4 separate regions of the Mus musculus genome follow, and regions 1, 2 and 3 are each linked to region 4. Evidence: chromatin contacts called from public HiChIP or PLAC-seq and promoter capture Hi-C data. All regions are on one chromosome and are shown on one strand. The core of a region is the stretch at or near the end of the contact, and the rest is flanking DNA. Distances in the headings are between cores, read along the strand shown.

Region 1 (2,700 bases), core at 71-2,570, 980 kb after region 4:
TGGGACCCCCGGGAGCACGGCCTCAGCGTTAGATGATCCTCGGATCCCCTCTGCCTGGATCAGGCAAAAACCCACAGGTCGGCTGCTGCCCATATCTGGAGACCAGAAGCCTGACAAGTTAACGACACTTGCTCTCCTCAGACAAAAAGGATGCAAGGTGAGCTCGGTACAGAACCAGAGAACAGTGAGTCACAGCCAGAGTTGCCACCCCGTGCACTTTATTGAATCCACTGTGGACAGATAGGTGAAGGTAACATTTGCATACGCGTAGGGTAAAGGGTCGAGGCTTGAGCCTGGGGGCGGGGCAGGGGCGGGGCAGATGTGGACCGTGGAGCACAGGGCAGCTAGAATCCAGAATGGGGTGTTCTTTGTGCAAAAGACTGAAAGACTACCACAGAGGTGGTAGAGAAAATAATGATGCAGATAATGACCATAAGGATGCTGAAGATCAGGGAGCTGATATTCAGGCACTTGGCAGTGGAGGCGTAGGCCTGGGCTCCAACCACATCGCCCACCATCTTCCTGTCCCTAGACTGAAGGAAATTAGATGTAAGGAGCCCTGGAGCTGGCCAGCTGAGAGCCAGGTGCTCTGGCTCCATTTCCCCAACTGCTCCCTGCCCACTGTCTCACTCCCTCCAGCCGGGAAACCCTCCCCTCTTTTCACACACACACAAACACAAACTATACAGTAAGCTCCAGCATTCGCTGCATACCTCACTTTCCACACAGATTAGGGCCCCAGTCTAAAGGGTGAAGGGGTGGGGAAAGTCTGGCCCCAGAATCCCCAGGCAGTTTCATCCTGTGACTATCAGAAAGTCTCCAACACCAGAGACAGACAGTGCGCGCGCGCGCGCGCGCGCACGCACGCACGCACACACACACACACACACACAAATAGGAAGGGTGCACACACACTTTCTTACAGAAAGGACCCCACACTCACACCTCGGTGCTATCTGAGTAGATGGCGCTTCAGGCTCACACACACCTTCTTACACCATTCCCTCCCACCCCCTCTAGCACACTCACCTTCACAGAGTAGGCATAGGCAACGAAGCCCAGGCAGCAGGCGTTGAAGAAGAGTGTATTGAACAGGGACCAGACCACATGGTCAGGCACCGACACCTCTCTGGGCATGTTGATCACGGTGGTCCTCACAACAGCTGAGTTGCTGGGTTCCCCCAGCTCAGTCACCCCGTACTCCTCTTTGATTGTCTCATAGCTTGGAGGAAGCCCGGCATTGGTGGACAAGAAGGCTTGAGAATTGTGGCTCATGGTACTGACTCTGGAACAATCGCCCCGTCTGGAGGATGGCTGCTGCTATCCTGGTTCTGTAGACCCGCCCTTTCTCTAGCAATTTCCTTTTCCTGTTGGTGGGTTAGTCTCCAGAGGGCCTTACTGTGGGGAATTGGCTGGATACTGAAGTGGGCGGTACTTAGGCCTTGAGTATCAAATTACTTCAGGACTAGTTGACTGTTGAGGTACCTCTGTATAAACTTCCAGGGATCTAGACTTGTCCCAGGGCTAAAACTTGTCTGAAGGTCTCCACCTCCTGCTTACAGTAGGCATACTAGAACTTCTCCCCAGATCTAGTCTCCCCAGCCCCCTGCTCTCACACCCCTGGTACATCCCTAAACCTGGCCTCACAGTGAGGGCCTCCTCTAAAAAACCCCAAGCACACACACCCCTAAACTAATCTGTTGCAGGTGGGGGCTGGGGAGATCTGCAACTCAATGTTTCTTTGGCTGTCAGTTGGGGAAGGAGGAGCCTTCCAGCACAGGGCCTGGATGCTCCTGGCTAGCTAGGGAAGGAAAATTCCAGTCACTTGGCTGCAGCCGGGGAGCTTATGGAAGGCAGATGTTTTCCTACCAGTTGCGAAACAGCCATTGCTAAAATGAAGCCTGTAGGAGTACGGCTACACAGGGAACTCCGAGTCTTTCCCGGCAGAAGCAGTGAGGGAACTGAGCGTCCTAGAAACAAGGGAAGTTCCCTGGTGGTGAAGGACACAAATCGTTTGACACTTGAACCCATTCAGTAACCTCACACCCCCACCCCCAGCACCCAAATTTCATCCCACAGGGCAGAATGGAGCAAGGAGGAGATCAGTGAGTCTAACTACAGAGCCCTTGTTCGCCTCTACTTGTACAACCATCACCATCGATCAGAGCCTCAAAAGCTGGAGCAGGTCACATGTCTGTAATCCCAGCACTTGGGAAAGGTCAGCAGGAGAATCAGTTCAAGGTCCAGCCTGGGCTACATGACAGCTTGTCTTAAATAAATGAATAAAAAGTAGTAAGTAAAAATTTTAAAAAAATGAACGAAAGGGGAACTCAACATTTCTTCTAGAAGAGGCACAATGGGTAACAGGCTCCACATTCTTGCTCATTAGCAAAATGCAGATCAAAGCCCCAGCAGCACACTGCTCATACCCATTAGGAAGCACTGTAGTTTAGAAGCAAAGAAACCACACCACTGATGCTGCAGGCTTTGCAGGCAGTGGGCAGATCGAAGCTACAACCCAGAATCCCACTTCTCGTGTGTAAGAGAATGAACACATGTCTATACGTATCCTGTATGCCTGTATCTCATGTCTACAGCAGCATTCGTAACGACAGGCAACAGACAGAGGTTAGATGTCTATCAACTGGCAAATGAAAAAGGAAAGCTCTGATATATGCTAAACCTGAATAAGCCTTATGA
Region 2 (2,700 bases), core at 115-2,614, 730 kb before region 4:
ACCCAGCTCTGGAGAGAAGGAGTGAGGAAAACAGACGTTTGTGGGAGGGGGACTGCCCCTCAGCTGGACTCCGCCCAGACTTTCTCATCTGCTCTAGTGTAGCCTTAAGGCAAGGTAAAGTGGCGCCAGGGCGGCCTCGGCTGTCCTTGGCGGCGTCAGTGGTAGCAGCCCTGAAGCAAGTCCCAGCAGGGCAAGAACTCCACTCCCCAGCTGAAAAGGACATGGGCCTGGTAGATCCGTGGTCAGTACCTCTCTGCCCTTTTGGTGCCTCCAATGCAGGGTCATGGCGATGCAAGTCAGCCTTAGGGGCCCGATTCACAGACGCCATTGGTCATTGCAACGTGACAGACCCTTGGAGGCAGTCAGTTATGGATTCCGAATCCGGATTCAGAGTGCAAGTGCTTGCGGAAACCGGAGGAGGTCTAGGGTGGCGGTCAGCCGTCCGCCGGGCGCCGCCACCTCCCACTCATGGCCAGGCTGCCCTCGCGGGCCCGGTTGCACACGCCCGGGGAGCCTGGCTCTTGCTCATGGGAGGTGGCTCTTCATACTGTACACTAAGCGAGGAGTGCTGCAGCGAGTAGTCCCAGGAGACGCAAGAGCTCTGGATAGAATAATCCTGCCAACACTAGTGCTGGCCAGCCCCGCGCCCTGCGAGGTTCTCAAACAGACCGGAGCACTATAGTCTCCTAGGAGGCGCCGAGCACACCTGGGTAGCCCAGTGCCAGGTAGCCCTGTAGTGAGGGTGACACTAGGCCTCTTGTAAGGGCCCCATTGGTGTCCCTCGGCACCCGGAGTCTCCTCTGCCAGGCCTGATTCGCTTCAAATACACGTGTCCACAGACTTTTTCAAGTACCAAGTGGACACAGGAGTCGTGCGTAGAAGACGCTGCCGGGGTCCTCTAGCACAAACTGGTAGACAGGGGACCCCCAGACTACATGGGGGAAGGGCCCCAGGCTGCGCCGGGCTCAGGGAGTGGCCCCGGGACAGGATCAGGAAGGAGGTGGGGCCCGGGGTGGAACCCAGAGAAGCAGAGTGGGGGAAGGGCCTGGACCCGGGGAGTGTCCCCGCTACCCCTCGGTTCCTGGCAAGGCCTCCTAGGGGGCATTCCAAGCCTGCGTGGCGTCAAGATTAACGAACCCTTCTCCCCGCCCGGTGGGGCCCCCGCAATGCGTTGCAAGCCCAGCTTTGAGAGCCGGCTGTGGGCGCACGCTGCGGGCGGACCGCCCCACGCCCTCCGGCTCCTGGGAGCGCAGCCCGCGGCCGCGCGCCCCAGCCTAGCTCCGCGGTGGCGGCCGGCACACAGAGCTTTGTGACGTCAGGCGGCGTCACGCGGGGCTGACCCGGCGGCGGCGGCGGCGGCGGCGGTGGCGGGCGGGGGCGGCCTCCGGAGGCGGCGGGAGCATGGAGCCGCGGGCCGGCTGCCGGTTGCCGGTGCGGGTGGAACAGGTCGTCAACGGCGCGCTGGTGGTCACCGTGAGCTGTGGCGAGCGCAGCTTCGCCGGAATCCTGCTGGATTGCACGAAAAAGTGAGCGGGGCAGGGTCGCGGGCCCGGGACTCCTCGGAATCTCCCGGGACACTCCTCCACCGATTCAAGGTTCCAATGCAGGCTCCGAGAGGAGCAGCAAAGCCCGGCGTCCGCTTTCAGTTTCTGCTGGGCCGGGGTTTCGAGGCGCGCCAGCTGGCCGCCGGTCTGGGTGCGAAAGTGGCTCTCTCCCAAAGTCGCGGTGACTTTCGGGGCAGGAGAGCGTGCGGCCCCGCAGAGGGGCTGCGGTGCCGGCCGGGACGCACGGGAAGCCTTGCCTGAAACTCCGCACATCTGCCATAATTAACGCACTTTTCTTTGTTCAGACGCACTGTTGAATTCGACTGTTTGTAGAATCGTGATTCGTTTAAGGGGGTCAGTTAAGCTATGGCCTCACCTGTCACAAGAGGGGGGAAGCCCAAGGCTTATAGGAGTGGCTGGTGGAGACCAGCTGCGAGACTGCGGGGTGTAGAAACACTGCTGTGGGCGAGGCGCCTTGCGGGGGAGTGGAAGATACAAGTTCCAGGGCCAGTGCCTCTACTGGAGGGGCGCATTGGGCTTGGCTCCTGAGACCACCTGTATACCCTTTGCAGGGGCTTCTGCAGCGCAGAACAGCCACCTGAACCCAGAATCACATGGCACTGCGCTGTCACTGCCTGATAAATGATTAGGCATTAATCAGGCTGTGACTCTTCTGCTCCAGCCAGGCTTCATTCTGGAATTAGGAACAGAAAAGGGCTCTGCTTTCAAAGACCCAACTTTTTCCCTTCCTAAAGCCCGGATTTCCCTGGGTTCCCACCACAGAGCAGAGCCCTTCCTCCTTCGACAGTTACCCTGCTGACATTATGTCTTCATTAGATGTGCCAGAAGCCATTTATGCACAAGTCATGTGACTTAACATATGGCCTCCCGTGTGACTGGTGCCCCTCTCTTGTTGGTTAGTACAGGGAGTGCCTATAATGGGGTGACATTCAGGGGCTGCAGAATAGCCACCTGAAAGCTTCCAAGGCAAGCCATCCCCCACCCTGCTGATGGCTGCCCTCTCCTCCCTAGGCAGGTCTGGCTGCACCCCTGCTCAACCTGTGCAGCCTGCTCTGGCCTCTCCCTAGAGAGTCTGCAGCAGAGGACCCGCATTTCCCCAGTTCTCAGGCTCCAGTGCTCAAGATAAGATTGGCTG
Region 3 (2,700 bases), core at 101-2,600, 590 kb before region 4:
AATGCACACCATACATACAAACTAAATACAAAATTAAAGAATGAACCCACCAGAAGAACTGTCGTTGCAAACAGGGTTCTAGTATGTCTGTAGTACTGTTTCTTTGGATGCCTCCTCGCAGGCTACAGCGCAGCAGCCCCACTGGACAGGGCTTTCTGGAGGCCTAGACTAGCAAGGGTTACCCAGCTCACTATATGTTCCCTACCAGCCCCGTCCCACCTCCAGGAACAACTGACTCTATCTCAGAGAAATTTCTTGATTCCTTCTACATGTAGGACTGATTCTGTTCTTCTAACTAGCATACCTCCCTGCCCCCCACCTCCAGCTCTCTCTGGTGGCTAAAATTCCCGGACTGACCACATCCCCCACCTTGGGAACTGTCCTTGGGTGTGGCATGGGGGCCACAGCTGGCTATCCAAACACCTAATCTGAACTTTTTCTTTTTTAGGTGGGAGGGGCGGGGTATGGTCTCAAGCTAGTTTAGGTTGCTATGAGTTCAGGTTGGCCTCGAACTCATAGCAATCCTGCCACAACTTCCGAGTACTGGGATTACAGGAGTACATCAATACGCTTGCTTCTTAAAAGGATTTATTAGTTTTCTGTTTTTGGATGCCAACAGCTTTCTGTTTTGTAAGCAAAGTCCTATATAAGGAACTGGGTGGACGTGTTAGGAAATTGCAAAATCCCATACACTTGATCTGCAGACCCACTCTTTGCAGACCCAGAGCTGGGACTGGAGGAGGCTCCTCCTTAATTCTCCGTGGCCCTGCTCCCTCCCACGGTCCGCCTACGTCAGACTCCCCGTACCGGCGAGGGCCTGGACCCAGGCTGAAGACCGGTTCCACATCGGGGGGGGGGGATGGGGGGCCAGGACAGAGGTTCCAAGGATCTCCAGGGCTCCCAACAAGAAGGCGGGCTGTAGTCGTCCAAACTCGCGGCTCCTTTAAGAAGCGCTTTGGTAACAGGGTCGTGACGTCATGGGAGTGGAGGGTGGAATATGCGCGTAACCGCGGCAGGGCGGGGCAAAGCCAGGGGAGGACTCAGGGGCCTGACTGACAGGAATGCCCCATATGCCCGCCTCTCCCCTCCTCCATCTGGTGTTGGCTCCGCCCCACCCTAGGCTTAGCTCCTGTGAGCAGGCCCGCCCCTGCACAAACCCCACCCCCAGCCTGACTCAGGCTCGAGAACCCGCCCTTCCAGTGGACCCGGAGCCAGGGAGCCTAAGACCCAAGTCTGTAGATTGTGTGCAGGCCCCGCCCCATAGGGAGGCCCCACCCCCGGCGCGACCGACAGCCCCGCCTTCTAGGGTCCCACCTCCTGTGGGGCGGGACTTGTCCCAGCCGGAGTCGGCGGCGGCGGCTGCGGGAACTTTCCCGGCGGGTCTAATGGCTGCGCGCGGGCCGCTGTGAGGCGCGGCGGCGAGCGGGCGCGGGGCCGCGGAGCAGCGAAGAGCCGCGACCGCGAGGCTGGAGCCCCGGCCAGGCCCGGTCCGACCCGCCAAGCCCGCGATGCGCCCCTGTGCTGTCCCCCGGCGCAGCTGACGCCCCGCGGCCCCGCGAGACCCCAGCCCTACCGGCCCCGCAGGAAGCGGCCGCCGCCACCCAGTCCAGAGCCCGCTCCGCCCGGGCACCATGGCGGGGAAGGCGGCCGCCCCCGGCACCGCGGTCCTGCTGGTCACGGCCAACGTGGGCTCGCTCTTCGACGACGTAAGTGCCGCGCCGTCGGCTAGGGAGGGGCGGTTACGGGCTAGGAGTCTCCCAGCCCGGGACCCTGACATCCCCATTTTCAGTTGGAGACCCTAAATTCCGGCCCCTACAGCGTCTTCTATAGCCGCGGACTCCGGGCCAGTTGTCTTTGGGACGTGTGACTCTGATGCCCCCTACCCACAGCTGGAGACTCCGACCAGGATTTTCCCAAGCCCCAGACAGACCCTGACCCCATAGCAGGGGGGTACCCTAGGCCAGGAAACTTCCAGCTACACACTCGGGACCTTAACACCGCTTTTCTGGTACCCGAGGCCAAACTCGAAGACTCAGTTTTTGAACCCCTGTCTTAACCCATACTACAGGAACCCAGACTCAGTCCAGATCCTTGAATCCTGATGCTGGTTCCTTGCTTTGCTCCCAAGACAGCAAATCCCTATCTTTTTCCTGCCTTGGAACTCCAGAGCCACAAGTACTGACCTGGAATTTTGACCCAGAATCCTGATACTTGGATGTCCTGGCTTCCAAACCCAAGCATACGCTGACCCCAGGTTTTCTGATTCACCCCCTGGCCCCCAGTCTCTGACTCTGATCCCCCAAGTCTGATTTCTGGTTCCAGAAACCCAGCTTTCAAAAATTTTGGTCCTGTTCCTCTCAACCCATACCACACTGACCCTGAACTCTGAGTCTCTACCCTAAAACCTCAGATCCTACACCTACTCTTGGCCCCAGAGTGAGGTCCCTGCCTCTAATTCTACACCCCATCTCCCATCCCCGAACCTTCCTCCCAATAGACCTCAGTCCCAAACCTTGAGCTCCATCATCTGAGTCCTGGTACCTATATCCCATCCCTTGGTCTTGTCTTCTGAGGGGCCTGAGGCGTGAGGCACCTCATTTTGCCATGTAACTTGCAATAGCACTAGTTCTCAAATGAGGTAGCTCTCTTCAAGCCTTGGGGGACTTTATATTCCTGTTTACTAAATGAGAAGGTGCTGAA
Region 4 (2,700 bases), core at 72-2,571:
GGGGTGCTCTATCAGGCCATGTTCTCTGCATTCATTCTCATCTCTCTACTGGCTTGCCCTCGGTAAATCCTGTTGAGACAGCTCAACAGTACCTGGAAACCTGCAGCTGGGCCCTCTCAGCATGATCATCTCCCTTGAGGTCTCTTTTCATCTCTTCCCTCTCAAACATAAGCCCATGAGATTAGACCCAGGCCTGAGCCCAGCAATGTTTCTATTCCAATCTGAGCCAGTCTTTTGGGGGTGCCCACACAGGTTCTCCACCTTGCTCTGCTCAGACACTTCCCGAGGGCCCTCTGTGATTGGACTACATCAGACATATCTGCCCGACTCTGTCCTTGAGATCACTTATTATACACAGGCAGAGTCTTGTCTGAGGACATTTGGGGAGGTGAAGTAAAACTCTACTGATCCGTAAGGGAGCAGGCTAGCTGATAGGCTGCCCTAGCACCCCCAGGAGTGGTACTAGGGGTACTAGTGCCCTAGTACCCCTGGTTGTGGTACTCTTCTATAGGCAAGGACCCACAGTTAGGCAGTCAGAGACCCATGGCTGGAGAGAGCATCCCGGGGTCAACCTAGGTGGGCTGAGCTCCCAGGCCTTGCCTGTTGAGAAGGCTCCAGTTGCTCAGCTTCTGGTCTGTACTGCAGGCTGGGACGTAGCTGTGCAAGTCCACCAGCCGAGGGCGGAAGTGCTTCACAATCTCGGCCACCAGCACTGTGGGAATGCGAGGGGAACTTGGCTTGCCTGGTCAAGACCCTGGGTTGCAACTGTAATCCCTGACCACATGAGATGCATGGAATGGAGTGGGAAGGACACGAGCTTTTCCTGGGGAGCCCATAATTGTCCCCGAGTCTGGCACGGCACCTAGACTCCAGGTCAGACCAAGTGGTAGGATGGCCTGGGAAGCTAATACAGCGTGAGAGCCCAGGGGGAGCTGGAAGAGCCACAGGAGGCCCTGTTTGCTACTACCTTTCCTAAGGAGCACGAGTCTGGACTCAAGAACCGCTCCGTTCCCCCAACACCCACACCCGTACTAGGGGGCTGGAGGCAAGGGTGGCCCTCAGCTTTGAGTCCTCTTCATCATCCGCCCCATAGCGCCTCGCCCTCACTCGCACCACCATCACTGAAGTCCCGAGCCAAGTGGCGCTTGGGGCGGCTGAGTGGGAGCCGGTCCAGCCAGGCGCAGAGGTTATGAATATCCCCAGGCGTTGGCAGGAACGAAGCTGAGCTCGGCTTGGAAGCACTGAGCATGGCAGAGAAGTGGGTGTGCAGCAGAGAAACACAGCGGAAGAAACCTGGCGGGTTTGGACCGTTGCTGGGAGACGCGGCACAGCCGGAAGGGGCGGGGCCCTAACCGCGCTGGTCCCTCCCTCGATCCCAGGAAGGATTGGTCCTCCTGCACGCCCAGAGATCGGGCTGAATCAAGGTGGATGGTTAAAAAACGAAGGGAGATGGTAGGTGAAATTGTTTGATCTGGTGTAATAAAAACAAACTGCCATGTAGAATGTGATCTATAATCTATTGATAAAATAGAATCTTTATTAGTGAATAGTGTTTAGTCATAATTTCAACAACTAATCTGTTTCAATCCGGAGATGACGGCAACTTCTTGTCCCAACACCCCAAGAACGACGTCTTTTCCTTTCCTAAGTCTCATACACGAGTGGGATGTAGATACAGGAACTGTGCCTTGGAGAGAGGTCACTGTGTGAGGGCCAGTGCAGAAGTTGCTGGGAGGGGACTCCTGGCATTCTGTCCACCCAGAGACAGACAGACTTGATCACGCCCACTGCAGGGTACACCGCCCCTGCCTAGCAACTAGCATACGCAGATGTATGGTCTAAGCTGGCCAAGGCCAGTGAGAGGCCACTGGTTCATGAGGGCATCTGGACAGCAAGAGCCACAGAAAGATTATTCCTGAGGTAGGAACAGCGTGTGCAGGTCCAGCCTGGGTGGTGGTTGTGGTGTTGCTGAAGGAACACATTTATAGGAGCAGTGGTATCTCCAAACGTCCACAAACGATGGCCCTGGGGTGCCCTAGCTGGTCACCTCTTCTGGATGGGGACCTTCAGAGCAACCTTTGGCTCACCAGCTCCCTGCCAAGAAAAAAAGGAAATCGATATTAAAGAGGACCTGATAAGAGAGAGGTCCAGCTGAAAATACCCATTGCCAGTTCTTTAAATTTAGACTTCCACTTCCCCTAACAACAGAATGGGCCCGACCTCACAAGATGACTGTACTAGCATTTCATATATACTGTAGACTAGCCATATGAAAAGGAAAATTCCATAGCCCCCGAAAGCCGCAAGCACTGGAAAGTTCTGGCAAATTATAAAGCAGACATCAAGCCTGTTATTGAGGATTTTTTTTTCTTTCTTTTTTTTTTTTTTCAAATGTCACTAAAACTTACCAGCTAAGAAAATGAAAACAGCCACTCACCCTCCGAAACAGTGCCACAGTCAGCAGGAGGGTTCCTGCAAGATGGACTCCCCCTTCCCCTTCCCCTTCCCCTTCCCTCTGAGGCTCACCTGAGTTGCTCCAGGCACCGTCCCTCCAGTCCCGGGCTTGACTGGTGGTGTCGGGGGTGCAAAGGTTGGCTTGACCTGGGAGGAACCAGACACAGCTGACTGAGAGCATCTCCTAAGTAGGCCAAGTACGGCCCTTAGCTTCATCCTGAGGCTGTCCTGCTCAGCTCCAGCCTA

What was found. Promoter capture Hi-C pulls out the DNA fragments that hold promoters and counts their contacts. HiChIP or PLAC-seq counts read pairs in DNA pulled down with a chosen protein or histone mark.
Region 1: a contact with region 4 is called in a promoter capture Hi-C map of trophoblast stem cells, with 4 times the contacts expected there. The contact joins the promoter of Ifitm2 here to the promoter of Spef1l in region 4. A contact is called at or near these places in 11 of 39 promoter capture datasets (the 3T3-L1 cell line, the HPC-7 cell line, the SN4741 cell line and 8 more), 1 of 484 Hi-C or Micro-C datasets (CD4 T cells), 9 of 115 datasets of contacts at active chromatin or transcription factors (bone marrow-derived dendritic cells, bone marrow-derived macrophages, craniofacial prominence and 5 more) and 2 of 9 other capture datasets (adipose tissue and liver).
Region 2: a contact with region 4 is called in an HNF4G HiChIP or PLAC-seq map of pancreatic cancer cells. The contact joins the promoter of Pwwp2b here to the promoter of Spef1l in region 4.
Region 3: a contact with region 4 is called in a promoter capture Hi-C map of liver, with 1.9 times the contacts expected there. The contact joins the promoter of Inpp5a here to the promoter of Spef1l in region 4. A contact is called at or near these places in 1 of 39 promoter capture datasets (liver), 1 of 484 Hi-C or Micro-C datasets (neutrophils), 2 of 115 datasets of contacts at active chromatin or transcription factors (memory CD8 T cells and pancreatic cancer cells) and 1 of 9 other capture datasets (pancreatic islet).

The regions. Positions count from the first base shown.
Region 1 is chr7:140,954,641-140,957,340 of GRCm38.p6, forward strand. Ifitm2 (interferon induced transmembrane protein 2) reads right to left here and starts at 1,321. Exons shown (of 2, transcript NM_030694.1): 1 at 1,030-1,321; 2 at 199-533. The coding sequence starts at 1,275. The coding sequence ends at 345.
Region 2 is chr7:139,247,118-139,249,817 of GRCm38.p6, forward strand. Pwwp2b (PWWP domain containing 2B) reads left to right here and starts at 1,365. Exons shown (of 3, transcript NM_001098636.1): 1 at 1,365-1,526. The coding sequence starts at 1,402.
Region 3 is chr7:139,387,759-139,390,458 of GRCm38.p6, forward strand. Inpp5a (inositol polyphosphate-5-phosphatase A) reads left to right here and starts at 1,351. Exons shown (of 16, transcript NM_001127363.1): 1 at 1,351-1,706. The coding sequence starts at 1,632. Gm46004 (a long non-coding RNA gene) reads right to left here and starts at 1,389. Exons shown (of 2, transcript XR_001778314.2): 1 at 808-1,389.
Region 4 is chr7:139,977,434-139,980,133 of GRCm38.p6, forward strand. It overlaps Spef1l (sperm flagellar 1 like), which reads right to left and starts at 1,322. Exons shown (of 7, transcript NM_001033465.3): 1 at 1,114-1,322; 2 at 601-712. The coding sequence starts at 1,249. Adam8 (a disintegrin and metallopeptidase domain 8) reads right to left here. Exons shown (of 24, transcript NM_001291066.2): 23 at 2,527-2,601; 24 at 1,499-2,094. The coding sequence ends at 2,044. It overlaps Gm16201 (a long non-coding RNA gene), which reads left to right. Exons shown (of 5, transcript XR_389973.3): 5 at 1-1,547.